2 separate regions of the Mus musculus genome follow, and region 2 is linked to region 1. A link is a contact called in public Micro-C data. All regions are on one chromosome and are shown on one strand. Each heading gives the region's core, a stretch centred on a gene start, on an enhancer-like site or on the middle of the called end of the contact. The rest is flanking DNA. Distances are from core to core; before and after follow the strand shown. Region 1 has its middle 6.9 kb from the start of Hsp90aa1. Region 2 overlaps Wdr20 (WD repeat domain 20).

What was found. A called contact is a pair of places that touch in the nucleus more often than the background predicts.
Region 2: a contact with region 1 is called in a Micro-C map of muscle stem cells, with 4 times the contacts expected there. The contact joins two enhancer-like sites. A contact is called at or near these places in 4 of 39 promoter capture datasets (the C10 cell line, the HPC-7 cell line, cranial neural crest and 1 more), 1 of 15 datasets of contacts at CTCF or cohesin (pro-B cells), 13 of 484 Hi-C or Micro-C datasets (CD4 single positive thymocytes, CD8 T cells, the N1E-115 cell line and 8 more), 6 of 115 datasets of contacts at active chromatin or transcription factors (embryonic hindbrain, embryonic stem cells, kidney and 1 more) and 2 of 9 other capture datasets (adipose tissue and liver).

What each region holds. Positions count from the first base shown.
Region 1 is chr12:110,700,721-110,705,876 of GRCm38.p6, reverse strand. No RefSeq gene overlaps it. Among named protein-coding and RNA genes, the nearest start is that of Hsp90aa1, 6.9 kb to the right of the region's middle. Within about 2 kb of position 2,561, at least 128 of the 459 cell types and tissues checked have an H3K27ac peak or open chromatin away from gene starts, as enhancers often do. A contact at or near this core is called in muscle stem cells, pancreatic cancer cells and rod photoreceptor, where this site is marked.
Region 2 is chr12:110,795,004-110,799,997 of GRCm38.p6, reverse strand. Wdr20 (WD repeat domain 20) reads right to left here. Exons shown (of 3, transcript NM_027149.4): 3 at 4,970-4,994. Among named protein-coding and RNA genes, the nearest start is that of Mok, 43 kb to the left of the region's middle. Within about 2 kb of position 1,872, at least 79 of the 459 cell types and tissues checked have an H3K27ac peak or open chromatin away from gene starts, as enhancers often do. A contact at or near this core is called in muscle stem cells, pancreatic cancer cells and rod photoreceptor, where this site is marked.

The DNA of each region.
Region 1 (5,156 bases), core at 1,312-3,811:
TAGCACTGAGCCTTATTCAGGGTGAGCTTTTAAGCACAAGAATTTTTTTTAAAAAAGATTTACTTATTATTATATCTAAGTACACTGTATCTGTCTTCAGACACTCCAGAAAAGGGCATCAGATCTCATTACGGATGGTTGTGAGCCTCCATGTGGTTGCTGGGATTTGAACTCAGGACCTTCAGAAGAGCAGTCAGTGCTCTTAACCACCGAGCCATCTCTTCAGCCCTAAGCACAAGAACTATATTCTGGGTTGTCACACTTCAGTCAGCAGGACCAGTTAGCCAGAAGTGGAACTACAGAAGACAAAAAGCAAGGTGGTACATTCGGAGATTTTCCCAGAACTTTGATAGATTGTGTCTTTGTTTCCATATTGGCAGGTGGAGCTGTCTATGTGCTGAGTTTTACAGCCTGAATGATACTTCCATCATGGAGTCGGTTGTGCTAAGGTCTGGGACCTGTTACAGAGGTGTGGGGGAGGGGGTATGGGGGAGGGGGCTGAGTCCAAAATTGTTTGCCCCACATGAGTTAACACAACAGGGTTTTGGTACACCCTAAGGATCAAAAATACTGACACCACAGGAAAGGTGGATAGCTCAGCAGCCGTCCACCAAGCTGGTGGGAGAGAGACTCCATTCTCCAGGCTGCCTGTCTCCTCCACTGCCTCACTACCGGCACTGAACTCCAACATATTGTGAAATGAGTATCCCTATAACAGAAGCAAGGCAACATGTGTCCTACAACATTAGAACTACTCAGGCTGAGAAGTGAGTGAGGCCTGCCCTCAGTTCCAGCATCAGGAAACCCCTTAGGACAGGGAAGGTTCCCCTCCCTCCCGTCACTACACTCCCTCCCGTCACTTCCACAGCTGGTCACTCACGCCTCACTCAGTCTCTCTTGAGCCCTCAAACAGCTCTCAGCCTCTGTCCTTGCCATCCCTTTCCCCATTGTGTGACCCACAGCCAGCCACTGCCCATGAGTGCCTTGTTGGAATTCCTTCCCTTCCACAGGCTGCACTGCCTGACCTAGTGAGCTGAGTTCCTTCTGAGAAAACCCATCCTGTTTCAGTGGCTTGGTTCAAAGACCACACTTGTTCCTCATCGTGAAATGGAGTCCGGGATATGTCGCAGAAGCAGATAGCTTTGCTATCGGAGGGGACCCGGAGGAAACAAGGTATGGCAGTTGGGATGCCAGCCCAGGTCTTCAGGATACAGTGCAGATGTCTGGTACTTCTGTCACTAATGTGTTGAGCTTGCTGGTGTCTACACACGAATTCACAGCTACTGCGCACAGAATTGCCCAGGTGGGCAGGCAAAACGAGGTCATTGTCAAGACCCTGTGATTCTCAGGAAAAGAAGAGACCTGTTTTGTTTTGTTTTGTTTTGTTTTGTTTTGTTTTGTTTTAAACTACAACTTAAATCTCCCAAATTACTCTACTCGGGCTTTTGGGGCAGGAAAATTAAAGTTTCATGACCTGTCTTGGTTATGGAAAGTTCCAGACAAGTTGGGCATCTAAGCAAAAGCCTGCCTCAACAGTAAAAAGAATGGGGCCCAGGAATGCAGCTCAGTGGCGGAGGGAGGACTTGACTGGCATCCTCAGGTCCATCCGACCCAACACCTCACAAACAAGTACTGGAAATAAAAAGAAGACGAAAGACTGGGATGCCACATCTTTTAAATTCACATTCCATTTTGGAGACCCTGACCCTAAGTTTGAATTCAGGTAAACTAACAGGCCAGTACCTAGCATTAGTTTCCAAGCTACCCCTCAACAAGACCCGAGCCTAGCTCCGGTCTCTAGGCTAATCGCCAACAAGACCAGCGTTTCCAGGTTACACCCTCAATAAGACCAGTGTCTCCAGGTTATTTCCTCAACAAACCTGCACCCCTGGGTTACAAGCCCACCCCCTGCCTAACGACCACCAATGCAGAGGACAGCAGAAGTTAAGTTATGATCCGACTCCCAGCACCAGCCAGTTATGTTAAAGACCACAGGAGCTTGCCAATCAGATGCATGCACACGTACTCCATCCCTGCTCCCTGCTCGCTGCTTCCTAGAGAGCCCTGCCTCCTAGGTGTAGTGGATGGGAGTGAGTTTACCTCCAATTATTTACAACAACTGGCTGTTGTTTTTTGTTTGTATTTCTCCACAGGAAAACGTGGGTTTTGTCACATGTAAGCTTGTCCTTGTGATTGAACACTTTAGATAGGCATTCGGGGATCTCATCCCATCCCCCACCAAAACTGTCCTGTGTGACAGCGGTGTGTTGGGTGGCCTGAGCTAGCTTGAGTAAAGGCCCTGCTATGAGTTGCATCAGATTGGCTCCTGTCTGTGTTTGGGGGGATCACTAACATTTCCCTGGCACCACAAGACTACAGCTCAAGAGCGAATTACTTCTTAGTATGTAGGAGGTCGGAAAGTCACACACTGCCTTGAACTCTCTTTGTCATCCTGGCAGGTTTTCAACTTGTCATTTCAGTCTGAGTCAGCTTCCTGCATTGCTGGGATGATAGGCCTGCACTACGGAATGCACCCAGGCCTGCTGCTCTCGGAACTTTGCAGCAGGGGGTCTGTGGTCCTGGCTGAGTCAGGAAGATTATTGGTGATTCCAGGCTGTCTTACACACAGGAACACCACCTCATCCTTGCTCCGCGAAGTACCAGAAGCTTTGCCTTGAATTCTTGAGTGAAGACTGCGGTGAAAGTCAACTCCCATGGGAGCTCAGTTGTTCCTATTGGAAGGCCTCCAGCAGCTGACCAGCAGGTGGCGCTAAACACCCGTGCAGCCCCTTAGGAATGAAGGGCTCTAGCTATACACTAATTCTTTCTGTATGATTTTGACTGCCCTGGGCTGGGTCTGGAGATGGTCCAATAAGGATAAAGAGATAATAATCTGTAATTTCAGTTTAGCTGGATGAGCTTAGAACTCTGGAGGAAGCACATAGAGGGATCTGAGCTCAATAAAGTGTCTTTAAAAAAAAAGGTTCCAGGCTCAAAGGGAACCTTTCAGGGTGGAGAGGTCAGGCCCTAGGGCTACCGTTGTAATTTACATAAAGGCAGGGATGGTAAAATGTGGAATAGCCCTGAAGTGTCCTTATGCAAAGTACAAGGTCGGGACAAGGACCCAGAGTCATGTGAGGGCTGGGGCAGAAAATTCCAAGAAAACAAAACAACAAGAATTCCTATGACCTCAGTTTCTCTAACCCAGGGAATTGTTCTTAGAAGGTGCTTGTGTGCCCTCCCTGGTGTAGCGGGTAAGAGTGAGTTCACCTCAGATTATTTACGAGGCAGTTGGTTTTTGTTTGTATGTTTCTGTGGGAAAGAAATGTGGGCTTTGCCACGTGTAGCTGTCCTTGTGATTGAACCCCTCACTCCGGTGATTCTTCCGAACCTTCGGATGTAAACTGCCCAAAGCTCTGAGACTTTAGACCTCCTCATTTCAGGCTCCATTCTTCCAGGTTCCACCTCCGCAAGAACAGTAGACGTTAAGAGGTCCGCCCTGCCGTAGAGGCTGCTTAAGGGTGAGAAAATGGAACTCGGGAGGAAGAAAGAGGCTGGAACAAACCAGAAAGCCAAGCAGCAGCCATCGCCCTTGTAGACTATCCTTCCCCTCCCTGAATCAGTTTCTTTGCTCGACGTGCATTTGCGTGTGTGTGTGTGTGTGTGTGTGTGTGTGTGTGTGTGTGTGTGTGGTGCTGGAAACTAGTGCCTCACATGCATTAAACATGTCTTTTCCAGCTGAGCAAATCTAGCCTTTGTATTCCTGATAAGGTTGCCATGATCTTCTTATGACTGAGAAAGCTGCCCCAGCTGTCGGGAGCTGGGCACTCCTCTGTGGACAGTGCTGTCATGGCCTGGTGACAGACCTGCAGATAATGTATGCCATGGGGCTGGATATAGGAGGGGGGTCTCCCCAGCCAGTGACTGTGTGAACTGGGTCCCAGACAGGGAACAGGAGAGAGGAGCTGGCTAAAGGGGCCCTGGGGCTGACAGCCTAGATAGAAAGTAAGGGCATAGTGTCCTGCATGCCCTGAGGGTTCCCCACTCCTTAAAATGGCAGCTGAGAAAGGCACGAATCAGTCCAGCAAAAGCCAGCTAAGTAGGGCCTGGCATGGCACCTGAAAGCTTGAGTTCTATCTAAGTAGCTCCTGAGCATGGGGGAAAGAGTGTTCCAAGGACAATCTGAGGCAGCCCTCAGGTGTGGTAGAGGGAGGCCTGGAGTCAGGTGACTCAGCAGGTTTAAGAAAACCACAGTGCTCCAGGGAAGGAAGCTCTAGCTCTCTCTCTCTCTCTCTCTCTCTCTCTCTCTCTCTCTCTCTCTCTCTCTCTCTCCTGCTGTCCTCTTGCCCCTCCCCGTTCTCCTCCCCCCTCTCTCGCCATGTGCTCATGGCCTGCTTCTACTTCTCTGCTCTCTCTCTCTCTCTCTCTCTCTCTCTCTCTCACACACACACACACACACACACACACACACACACACACACGACCTTTGGTCTGACAGGACTGAGACCCTGACAAAGCTCCTCACACGGGATGTTCACCTCTTTCTGGTTTGTCCCACCCTCTCAGAGCTAAGGGTGCTACTCCAGGCCAGACAATGTGCTTGTGTGGGGCTCAGACTCCCCTGAGTCCTGTCCCATCCCTGACTCCAGATTAGCACTAGCAGATTACAAACTGGACTTCTGCAAGGGGGTGGTTTGGGAGTGAAAGAGACAGGTTAGTGTTGTGCTTTATAAAGAGAGGGAAGGACTATGTTTAGTGGCTGTGAGGTCAGGTATTGGGGAAGGGGGTGCCTCTGCGGGCCCATGCCAAGGCATCCCTTCCCCCTGACGGACCAGACACAAGAAGGCAAAGTATAGAATAGAGTTTATTTAAGGCATGGGGGAGGGGAGTTGAGAGAAAGTCAGAGAGAGTAGAGTAGTAGAAGCCAGCCATGAGCACATGGAGAGAGGGGGGAGGGGAATGGAGAGAGGAGAGCAAGCAGGCAAGAGAGAGCAGAAAGGGCCAGCAGCCCCTTCATAGTGAATCAGCCACACCTGTTTCTTGCCAGGTAACTGGGACAGAGCCCAAAGTGCTAACAGTTGGGATGGAAGCTCCTACCCATTCTCTCTTACACCCACACCCTAGTTTTGGACCCCACTCACATACACTCCAGTCTC
Region 2 (4,994 bases), core at 623-3,122, 95 kb before region 1:
GACAAGGATGATGTCACTTCTCCCACGCACATACTAGAAGGGTTCTGGGTTGTTTTGTTTTGTTTTTAATCACATTATGATTTTCTTTAAACACATTTGAAAATGCTATTAACCTGCCTTTTTAGACTTTAAAGCTATAGCGCTGAGAAAAAGCCGCGCTGCTCCTGTGGTGGGAAATTGGGAGGTCACTTTAAACTACAGGTTGAACATTTCTCCTGCTTTGCAGGACTCCTAGCCAACCCAACCTGCACCCATTAAGTCAGGTAGTAAGGAAACCCTGGAATTCTGTGAGGGCTGAGAGGCAGAGCATAGGGCTTGGCAGGCCACCGGCCTGGAGGACAGGCCGCTAAGCAAAAGCCCAGTGTCTCGGGAACTAAGAGGCAACAGCTGTATGGGGCAGCATGGGCCGGCTCCCTCTCACCTTGTCGCCCGGGCAGGGACCTGTCCTTAGAGCAGGACAACAAGCATGGCTGATGCTCCTGGGCAGTGAAGTCACCTACTGCTCCTGCTACCCTGGGCTCTAGGTGATCACAGCAGCCAAGCCCCAGCACAGAAGCCCAGCAGGGGTGAGGTGGGAAGAGCTCCTACAGAGGCCCACGGTGCCCTTGGCTCACTAGGCTGGCTAGGTGGCTGCAGAGCCAACTGGTAGACCTTCAGAGAGTTATCATTAGCATTACATTTGACCTTTTCACACTCAGAGAATCCCAGTGCCTCACTGAGAGCAGCTCACACAGCAGAATCTGGGCTGCTCAGTATCTGCATTTCATCTAGAAGCTAACTGAGACCATGGTCCACACAGAGTCATCCATGGTGTCTCACAAACATTAACAAGGCTCTGAATTTTACAGCATTTAACAGCTTCTCTCTTTTGGCTCACTGAGATTCCTTTTTATGAAGCTTGGATGTGAAAATGACTTAAAATTTATCTACATTTACAATGCATTCACACGTTTATTCAATGTCAATATACAGAGGACAGCCTCCAGTACTTCAGAAGTCAAGTATATGGTAAATCTTTTGCTGTGACAGGGACAAGGGAACAGCTAAAAGACAAAGCAGTGAAACAGAACATGGTTCTCAGAAATGAATAACAATACTGATATTCAAGCTTCATTAGTTATTGCGACATTAGGAGCTCAGTTTCCTGGTAGTTCACAGCAGGAGGGCTCTTCATGAAATTTATTCAAGTTGTGAAGAGATCAGATGAAAATGTAAGAAAGGAATACATGTATTACCTTGACTTTCACTGAAAATAAATATACCCATACAACTTTACACAATGTCACTTAATAACAGTCTTTAAAACCTAAGTACACAGAAGTAAAAATGCACGATTTTCATACTTTTACCTCAAGAGTCAGGAATTGAACCATGACACAAAGAAAATGTAATAAGTGCAGCATGAGTGAAAACCCCAGCATCATGGGACAGTTGCTCCATGAAAAGAACAGTCTTACAATTCAATCTGGGATCTGATTCGTCAAGGTAACAGCTGAATACAAGTGCTTTTCCACAAATGAGCCACAGGCTTTACCAGGGCCACACTGACGTCTCTGTTCCCTGGGACAGCCACCACATAGCACTTTGATGAGCACCTTGTTAACCTAAGCCAGCTTGTGGTGGTCCAGTCAGCCCAAGGCAAACAGCATGCTCTGACATAAACAGGGCATGGGGGTGTGGCGGCTCCCCCATGCATTCCCAGGACAGAGACCAGTTCAGCCTTAGAAACCAAACCCAAGCCAGAGGCCATGTCTTCAAGTCAGTACAGGCCTACCCAGAGAAGTGCACGGAGGCTCCATGGGTAAGGAGAGGGCCTCAACAGTGGTCACACATGCCTCAGTGCTGCAAACTGGTCCTGAGCCAAGATGTGTGACTAACTGCCCACAGCGTAGCGTGCACTCCAAGGTCAGCCACTGGAAAAGCCACCACTAAGCTCTGGCTGGCCGGCCGTGTCTTGTGTCCTGTTACTCTTTACACTTCCGAGCTTGCTCAACAAAGAAAACGTTTCCCTCCAGCAGGTGAGAGGGCCTTGTACACAGGCACACGTGTGCCTTATAAGGCAGGCTCACTCATTTTAGCACAAATTCAGAATGCATCATTACAGGATGGAAGGAACAGCTGTGCCCTGAGCGTTTAAGACAAACACTAGAGCAGACTACTGACCTGGGCCTTGTCCACCTAATTTAAGAGTGCCTCTGAAGACAATGTGGCTGCTCTCCTCTCCCTGCTGGCTTCTCTAATGGCCCTCACCCTGCATCCTGACCTCAGCAGCTCTCAGAGCACTTCTAAACTCAACCATCAGGACAAACTTAATCCTCTGCCCTGTGTAGGCTAATCTGGAGGCAGAAGCCACTACTAGCTGCAGGTATCACCCAGTCTCTCTGGAGCATTTGTTTAAGAGGAAGATACAACTTCTGAGCCTCTGCAGAGGGCTGGGATGTGGCGTGTTGGGCAGGGGTTGAGTCCTTTGGCATAATCCCTGGCACCACATGCACAGAGAAGGAAAACGGGGGGGGGGGGAGCTGGGGGCTGATTCACCATAGCTACAGGGCAGCTGCTTTCTCGAGTCACCAGAAAGGTTGTCTGCGGTGGGCAAGCAGGACAGACAGGAGGGTCCAACTGTCCAGTGGCCCTCACTGAGCCCGCAGACTCTGTCTGGGTCACAGCAAGCAGACTGGAACCCTGCCTTTAAGAGCCTCTTGCCAGTAGCTGTTTTAGTCCAGTAGCTAGTTACCAAAGATATTCTTGCTCATGAAAACGCTCAGGGAAGTTTTGATGAGGAAGCTCAAAGTTTGTTTAGAAAACTAAAAACATTTCTCTGGGTGGCTACTGTAGAAGCACAGTGGCCCTAGTCCTCATTCTTTGGAGATCAGGACCCACCATGGCAATCGGTGCAACCCCATGACACCCCACCACCTCTGTCTGCAGGGCACAAGGAGGAAGGAAGCCCCGCCCTCCAGCACCAGCACCCTCTTCTGGAGCTGCCGCACCTTTAGTTCTGGTCTTGGAGAACACCTTGCACTCTGTCCTCCTGCCTGCAGAACTGCTCTGCCGGCTGTCAAAGAAAGGGGGGCAGGAGTCAGTCAGGGGGGTAGAGCGGGCCTGGAGCAGCACCACGCCCTCCATGCAGGGGCCAGCCTGGGCCAGGTCATGCAACTAAGACAGCCCTCTAGAGCTGGCCTGGGCTCTTACCAGACCCTGAACCTAGCAGGGAGCCCAGGAGGGTAAGACACACACACAGCAAAGGACCCCAAACAGGGTTTCCAGGTTAATCATTAAGGACACAACACTTAGCAGCAGAAGTTGAAATATACTGTGACTAAACCCCAAATCACAAACTGTGACGTTTTTATGGGGATGCAGAAGAGAATTCATAGGTCTCCATCCGACAACATCAGCAGGGTCTTTTCTTTCCCCCTTTAAAGAAAGTAGTTTCCACCCTGTTCTACCTCCCCCGCTTCCCACTAGCGAGTGATTCGAGTCACTGTCAGCATCCTATCTATTTCCCCTTGATCCCAGCTCATGGGTCTAGGAATGCTACCAGGACAGGGCATCTGTAAGCTCCCATCATCTGTGCTGGGTCCACAGATACACATGCAATGGCCCCCTGCCAGCAAAGATACCCTCAAACTGAGAGACCACCATATGCTTCACCATAAACGTTACTTACCTATGACTGGCCACTCCCTATTTAGGCCAAACACACAGTCTTGAATTTGGAAACTGCATACTCAATGACTCCGAAGCATTTGACAATATCTCAGAAACTGCACAGAGTGTTTTATTTCTAGCCTGCCCACCCAGCAGCTCAATTTGATCTCTGAAGTTCTGAAAGTCTATATAGCAGCAGTCTTTGCTACCTCAGATCAGAACCCTACGAACAAAGGAGTCAATTTCCAGGGTAGATGGGACATGAGTACCCTTGTGAAGAGTTAGTTGCTCATGGAACAACATGAAATGCCTTGGCACACAGGTGAGATACGCTGGAGACTGCCACCATCTCATAGGCAGAATGTTTCGGTGGCTACCACATTAAACAGCAGCCACTTCTTGGGGGGGGGGGGGATAGGAATGGGGGGCGCCCAGATCCACCATGAACATGTAAGAGCAAGGGAAGGGGCCTGGGATATGGCCTGGATTTCTGGAAAGGGAAGCCAGTAGCTGACCACTGTCTACCAGAGTCTTGATACCTTGGAGACATAAAAGCCAAGTCTTCATTACTGAGCCAAGTTCACTCTAGACTCAATACAAACGATCATTACTGCTATATTTAACTACAAAGGTGTACAACACAGAAAAATAATCCTAAATGTTCTAAATAAATTAAGAAATAAAATAACTATCATTTTGATACAAAATACCCAGCTCAAGGAACTATCCTCCACTGTGAAAACTGGTGTTTGAAAAGAAATTCCTTGAGCAGCTGAGCTGGACCTAAGGAGCTGAAAGCAAACTGCCACAGGGGCAGTTGACCCAGCACTGCTCCTGAGGACACGGGCTAAGGGAGGGGTGGCACTCAGGGTAGGATCTGAGTCCTACAGCAGTGCTGTCTCCAAGAGTCCTGGACTCTCAGCTGCTGTACAAGAACATGACGGCTGTGTGTGTGTGTGTGTGTGTCTTTGTGCTTTTCCCCTGGGGGACCTGAACCCACCAAATGCCAAGTCAGGAGGCACGCTGCAGCCTGGACACCTAACAGTCCTCACAGAGCAGAACAGAGGAACCTGTCCTTGGCTTCCAGCCAACTTCCTGCCCCTCCCACTCCATACAACAAAACAGTCAGACCCTCTCTTCTGCTGTTGGGGAAAAACTAAGTATGTGCATCTAACATGTGAGTCTTAGCTGATGTGGCAAGAGGGAGGCCTTCTGAAAGCCGTGGCTGCTGTCCTTGGCCACCGAACATCTAAACTGCCCAGCTCCGGAACACGTGGGGACTTTAGTGCACAATTTGAATCAGAGTTCTACAAACTGCTTCTTTGAAAAAAGATGTTTATTAA